Linked DNA regions of Mus musculus: region 2 is linked to region 1. Evidence: chromatin contacts called from public promoter capture Hi-C data. All regions are on one chromosome and are shown on one strand. Each heading gives the region's core, a stretch centred on a gene start, on an enhancer-like site or on the middle of the called end of the contact. The rest is flanking DNA. Distances are from core to core; before and after follow the strand shown. Region 1 holds the start of Cux1 (cut-like homeobox 1). Region 2 holds the start of A430033K04Rik (RIKEN cDNA A430033K04 gene).

What was found. Promoter capture Hi-C pulls out the DNA fragments that hold promoters and counts their contacts.
Region 2: a promoter capture Hi-C map of liver shows a contact between it and region 1, with 3 times the contacts expected there. The contact joins the promoter of A430033K04Rik here to the promoter of Cux1 in region 1. A contact is called at or near these places in 2 of 39 promoter capture datasets (both in liver).

Annotation. Positions count from the first base shown.
Region 1 is chr5:136,566,021-136,568,759 of GRCm38.p6, reverse strand. It overlaps Cux1 (cut-like homeobox 1), which reads left to right and starts at 1,270. Exons shown (of 23, transcript NM_001291234.1): 1 at 1,270-1,582. The coding sequence starts at 1,520.
Region 2 is chr5:138,621,452-138,624,230 of GRCm38.p6, reverse strand. It overlaps A430033K04Rik (RIKEN cDNA A430033K04 gene), which reads right to left and starts at 1,372. Exons shown (of 4, transcript NM_183025.2): 1 at 1,243-1,372. The coding sequence starts at 1,281.

The DNA.
Region 1 (2,739 bases), core at 21-2,520:
AGACCCGGGAACACTTGTATTCTTTAAATCTCGGGGGGACTTTCATTTCCAACCTCGTTCTCCAAAAATATCGATCTCACCGCAACCGAATAACGCTAAGCCCTCAAACTTGGCTCAGAGAGCAATTATTTTCTACTGTCATGTTTGGTGTTCCATACAGACGTTATTTACATATAATTTTCAAGATTAAGGAATTTAGGGATTTGTCTTAACTAATTACACGTTCACCGAAGTGCAGCAAAGTGAAAACACTGTGTTCCTACTGTAAACGCAAACTCTCTGGTGTGAATAAATCCATTAAAGATGACGATCCTGAAACGCGTGCTTTGGGTCTAGAAGGAAATGTAAAGAGAACTTCCTTCCCCCCACTCCCGGTTTAAATGTGAGCGTTTTTGTTTTTTTTTTTTTTTCTTCTTCAAAACTTAGGAACGAGCGCTCAGTTTCAAGTGCACTGCACGCTCTCAAACTTTCTGCCTGCAAAGACGGAGGCGCGGAGTTGTGTGAACCCCAGAGGAAGTTTCTGGGGTTGTGTCGCAGAAGCATGGTTGGGACAGAGTTGTGCTCCAAGACTTGCCCCAGTCCTGGCGGACGCTGGAGCGGCTCTGAAGGGTGGGGAGGCCGTCGCCACTCGCTGATGTGTCCCGGTGCAAGTTGGGGATTGCAACGGAATGTGTAGGACGTGAATGGGAGTCGCGGCGGCAGCAGCCGCAGGCTCCAAGGCTTGGTGGTCAACCCCCTCCGCCCCCTTTACCACGACACAATTGCACTTCCTTGAATATGAAACACTGTTCACGACCGCTGTGGTCTGGAGGTCCCCCAGCTGGAGCGCATAGGGGAGCGGAGTGAGGTCACCCGCAGCCCCGGCGCGCGGGCTGGCCGGTGGGGTCCCGACCGCCGGCTGTGCAGGTGGGCTCCGCTCGCTCCACCGCGCGCACCGTGCGAAAGAGCGCAGCGCCCGCGCCCCGCTGCCGCAGCGCAGCCCACTGTCCTCAGGCGCGCAGAGCGAGGGGCACCTTATCCTAAAGCGCTGGCCACCGGCGACCGCGACCTTCCCGGGGGCGGGGGTGTTGGGGAGGGAGGGCGCCCTTTAGGTGAGCTGCGGGGTCCGGAGGAGACCCCGCAGCGCCCCCTCGAGGCCGGGCCGCCGTAGGGTCGCAGCGCGGCCTGGGAGGGGGGCTTGTGGCGGGGCGCGCGGGAAAAAGGGTGAGGGGTCGCGAGGGCCCCGGATGCCCGCGCTCGGGCTGTGGAGAGAGAGCGCGGCGCGCGCGCGTCAAGGCTGCCGCCGCCGCCGCCGCCGCGTTTCCCTCAGGCTTCGGACTCCATGGCTGAGGCGGTGGCGGCGGCGGCGGCGGCAGCGGCGGCGGCGCCGTGAGGAGGAAGGAGTCCGCGTCCGCGGTGGCTGAGGCGGCGGCCGGCTCCAGGCCGGGTTTTGGCGCCCGCCCGCCTGCTGCCTCCTGGCGGCTCCTGAACTCCAGCCCCCTCTCTATCAGCCTCTCACTCCGTCTCAATATGTCTCAAGATGGCGGCCAATGTGGGATCGATGTTTCAATATTGGAAGCGCTTTGATTTACAGCAGCTGCAGGTCAGGCTTCTCGGCGCTCGGCCTCGCGCCCGGGGGGTGAGGGCTGCGGGCGGTCGCGGCCTCCCTCAGGAAGGAGGGTGACACTCCGGGCTGCCAGGGCCCTGGCGGGGGTGCTGAGGCGACGGGGGAAAGCAGGAGGGGGGTGCCGGGAGAAGAGCGGGGCCGAGTCGGCGGCGAGTCCCTCGGGCTCCCCGGCTCTCATTGATCACTCGGCTTGATCAGAAATTGATCCTCTTTGTTCAATTCATCGATCAGCCCAAGATGGCGCCGGAGCCGCCAGCCGCCACCAACATCTTTGCCCCCCGGTGTCTGCCCCCTTCAACCCCGGAGGGTGTCTTCCTCCCCACCATCATCGCCATCATCATCCTCATCGTCCTCTCCGCCGCCGCCGCCTACCCCGCGCGCTGTCGTTGTCGCGGGACCCTGGTGGAGAGGAGGGGGGAGCGGCGGTCCCCCCCCCCCACGGGGGCTCAGTGGGAACTCGCGCGCGCTAAAGAGGGGGACGCGCCACGGGGTGGCTCTGGAGGGGTGGCAGGGCTGCAAAGAAGGGGAGCTGCGGGACGCTAGTCCCCCTCGCGCCAGTCACGTCCTTCCTTCCCCCCGGCTCAGCCCCGTCGTATTCCCGGGGAAAGTTTGTGGGGAGTTGCTGGTGGGGGGTGAAGCGCCTGTCTCTCTCTCTCTCTCTCTTTCCTCTGTCTCCTGGAGGAGAGAGTCGCGGACCGCCGCCGCCGCCGCCGCCACTGCCCCGCCGGCGCGGCGGAGCTGGAGCTGGTGGCGCTGTGGTGCCGCCGGCTCCGGGGGAGGGTCAGATCGGCCACCGGCGGCTGGCGGCGGTGGCGGCGACGGCCAGGCTGGCGGGTGGCCCCTTGTCGTGAAGACGGCGGGTGGCTTGGAGCTCCTGGCTGCTCCTTGATCGTTCCCCTTGGGCCCAGCTGCCACCATTCCTCTTTCCACTACTCCCGTAAGGGATTGTCAACCGGTGTCGCCCCGGCCAGGGCACCGGCTACCCGGTGTGGCGGGTCCCTCCCCCACCCCGTTTGTTTACGTCCCGGGGCCAACCCGCAAGCCCCGCGCTCTTTTGTGTGTCTTCTGCGTGAAAGTGACTGCGGAGCTGGATCTGTCCCCCTTTTTTGCGCCCGGGGACTTCCCCGGGAAGG
Region 2 (2,779 bases), core at 123-2,622, 2.1 Mb before region 1:
AGAATTACTAGTTAATTAGAAATTAATTACTATGTAGTAGAAAACACACACACACACAACGAGCAGCACTGGACCTCTTGGCAGCCTTATAGGGCCTTGGCACTTCCATCACACTCTTCCACAGTTCACCCCACATTTCAGGTCTACTCAGTATTGCTAAATACTCCAAGAGACCCGAGACGGGACGATTATAAGCATTTCGGTTCAGGCACTTCAGAAACCTACTACCTGGAAAAGACATGGAGGTGGGGATGAGGACATCTCACAGTTCCTATGGGGGAAGTAGACAAAGGTATTCTCATAAATTGTCCTAGCCTAGAGTGGGGGGGGGGGGGTAGGACAGAAGACACAGTCTTTTTAAAACAAGGACTCAGGGGTTTCTTCTCTACTTTACTCTCTTCACACACAAACATCCTCAGGACTAGAGAGACAGCTCAGCAGTTAAGAGCAATTGCTGCTCTTCCAGGGGACCCGGGGCTTGGTTCCCAGCATCCACATGGGGAAACTCACAGCCTGCTGTAACTTCACTTCAGGGGAATCAATCACACGCCATTTTCTGGCACTGCCCTCATTTGGTGCACTCAGACACACACAGACACACACAGACACACACAAACACACTTAAAAATCAATTTTTCTCGTACCTGGAGGAAAACAAAACTTTTTTTTTTTGAAAAAAATATTGGTTTGAGATTACCATAAGGAAAATATATCATTTGGAATAAATGGGAGGCTTTCAAAAGTGCAGCTGCTCTGCAGAGTACCTGTAGTAAGCCCAGGACCATACAAAATGGGTGAAAGGGGAAATTTTCGTGTTGGGAGTGTGGGCGAGGATGTGGAAGAACAGGTAGTAGACTGCAGTGGAGCTGGCTTAGGTTCTGGGTTTGCGACCCTGTTTCCCATTCATTTGTGAAGTTCGGGCTAGGTGGGCCACGGAGAGAACGAAGGGACTGGGGATTCTAGAAAACATAGTTCCTTTAGTGAATGACCGTCACATTCAGAGACTCTCCCCTGATGATCCACCAAGTCCTCGCCACGCATGATCCGGAGCAAACAGGCAGCCAGAGCAGAGCTGCTCAGAAAAGGCGCCAGAACCCTCAGGTAGAAGGACAGGACGCCCAGGCTCCAGCAACCCCGCAGCCCAGGGGATCCAGATCAGCTGCCCAGGAGGCCTCACCGCAGACCCTGCTCTGCCACAGCGCTTCCCGCACTGTCACCTCCGGGCGCCACACGTACACTCACCATGTCCACTTCTGGGAGCCGCTGGCGTCTTCTCACCATCGCCCAGCACTTACAGCGTCACCGCGCCACCGAAGCTGAGCAACAGCTTCCCTAGCAGCATACAGTGATTCCAATATGGAGGGTCCCAGACAAAGGCTGGTTGACAGCCAAAGCCCGCCCCTACCCTCCGTTTGTGTGTCTGATTGGGCACGTCTTGAGGCTAGGGCCTCTGATTGGACAGAGCTTCAGGTTCTCTGTCCTCTGAAAGACAGTAGTTGGCTCCAGCTCACAGCTGAAGGAGCTCAGGTTAACAGGTTCTTAGCTGCAGCTGTTGGGGACTCTGGCTCCTGTCACGTCTCCAAGTTTGGACTTCTATAGGAGGCCTGACCCTCGGTCTTCTCCAGCTATGGGGTAGCCACGAGTCCTGTCGCGTATATGCACAAAGACTTCAGCCTCTGTTAAAACCTTATGCCTTCAGGTCCATACGCGTTGCTTTTAGCCTGCTAAAGTCCTCTCTGGACCACAGCTCACATTTGCTTTTAATTCTATACATAAAGTCATATGTGATTATGAGTTAAGTATGTGTACATGTGTTTAGTCGAATAAACAAATGGGAAGATGTCCGTTTTCAAAATCATCTCAAAATTTCTGAAATCTGCTCTCATTAGCTTTGCCTTCAAAATGGAAAGAGACTTGTAAAAGTTTTCTTATATTCAGATTAAAAATTGCAGGCAAAGTCAACCTTGGTGGCGCGTGCCTGTATGTACTCCTTAGCACTTGAAAGACAGAGTCAGGGAAATCGCAATCTCAAGTTCAGCTTGGCTACAGGATGAGTTTTATGGCACCTTGGGACGCATATCTAAACCCTGACTTGAAATAAATGAATACACGTGATGTTGATTGCAATGACCCATTGCACCTAAAATATCTTTATAATCTGACCAGTGAAAACTTGATGACTTTTATGTGCTATTGGGACAAGATCTTCAAACGTATTTAGATTCTAGCTTGCCTCCACTCAGAACAGCTACAAAATCCTTTTGAGAGCTATGACTTTCCTGGTCTCAGGAAGTAGAAGGGACTGCTCTATACATATTTTTGTAAGCTCAGCAACATCTAATAAGAGGAGATGGAGATCAGTGTCTATTCGGCACCTTTTGTTAGTCAAGTGACTTGTAAGCAGTATCAAGTCCTCGTAACCTGCTTTTCTCTGTAGTCCAGGGAATGATCTGGGGTTTTGAATAAATGTGTTTACTGAGTATATAGCAAGGAAAAAAAGTAAAAGGATAAATTGCATGTCGTTGATTGACAGAACCAGCAGAGTTTACAATACTCAGTAAGGACAGCTGGAGGAACCTGACTAAGAGAGCTAACAGGCTGGAGAAATGGCTTAAGAACGTTTAAAGTTCTGTCCTGAGGACCAGAGTTCAAATCCAGCACTCATATCAGGTGACTCAAAACCATCTGTAACTTCAGTTCCAAGGGATCGTATGCTCTCTTCTGGCCTTCGGGGCACCTTCATGTACATGTCTGCATACACTTACACAAACACATATAT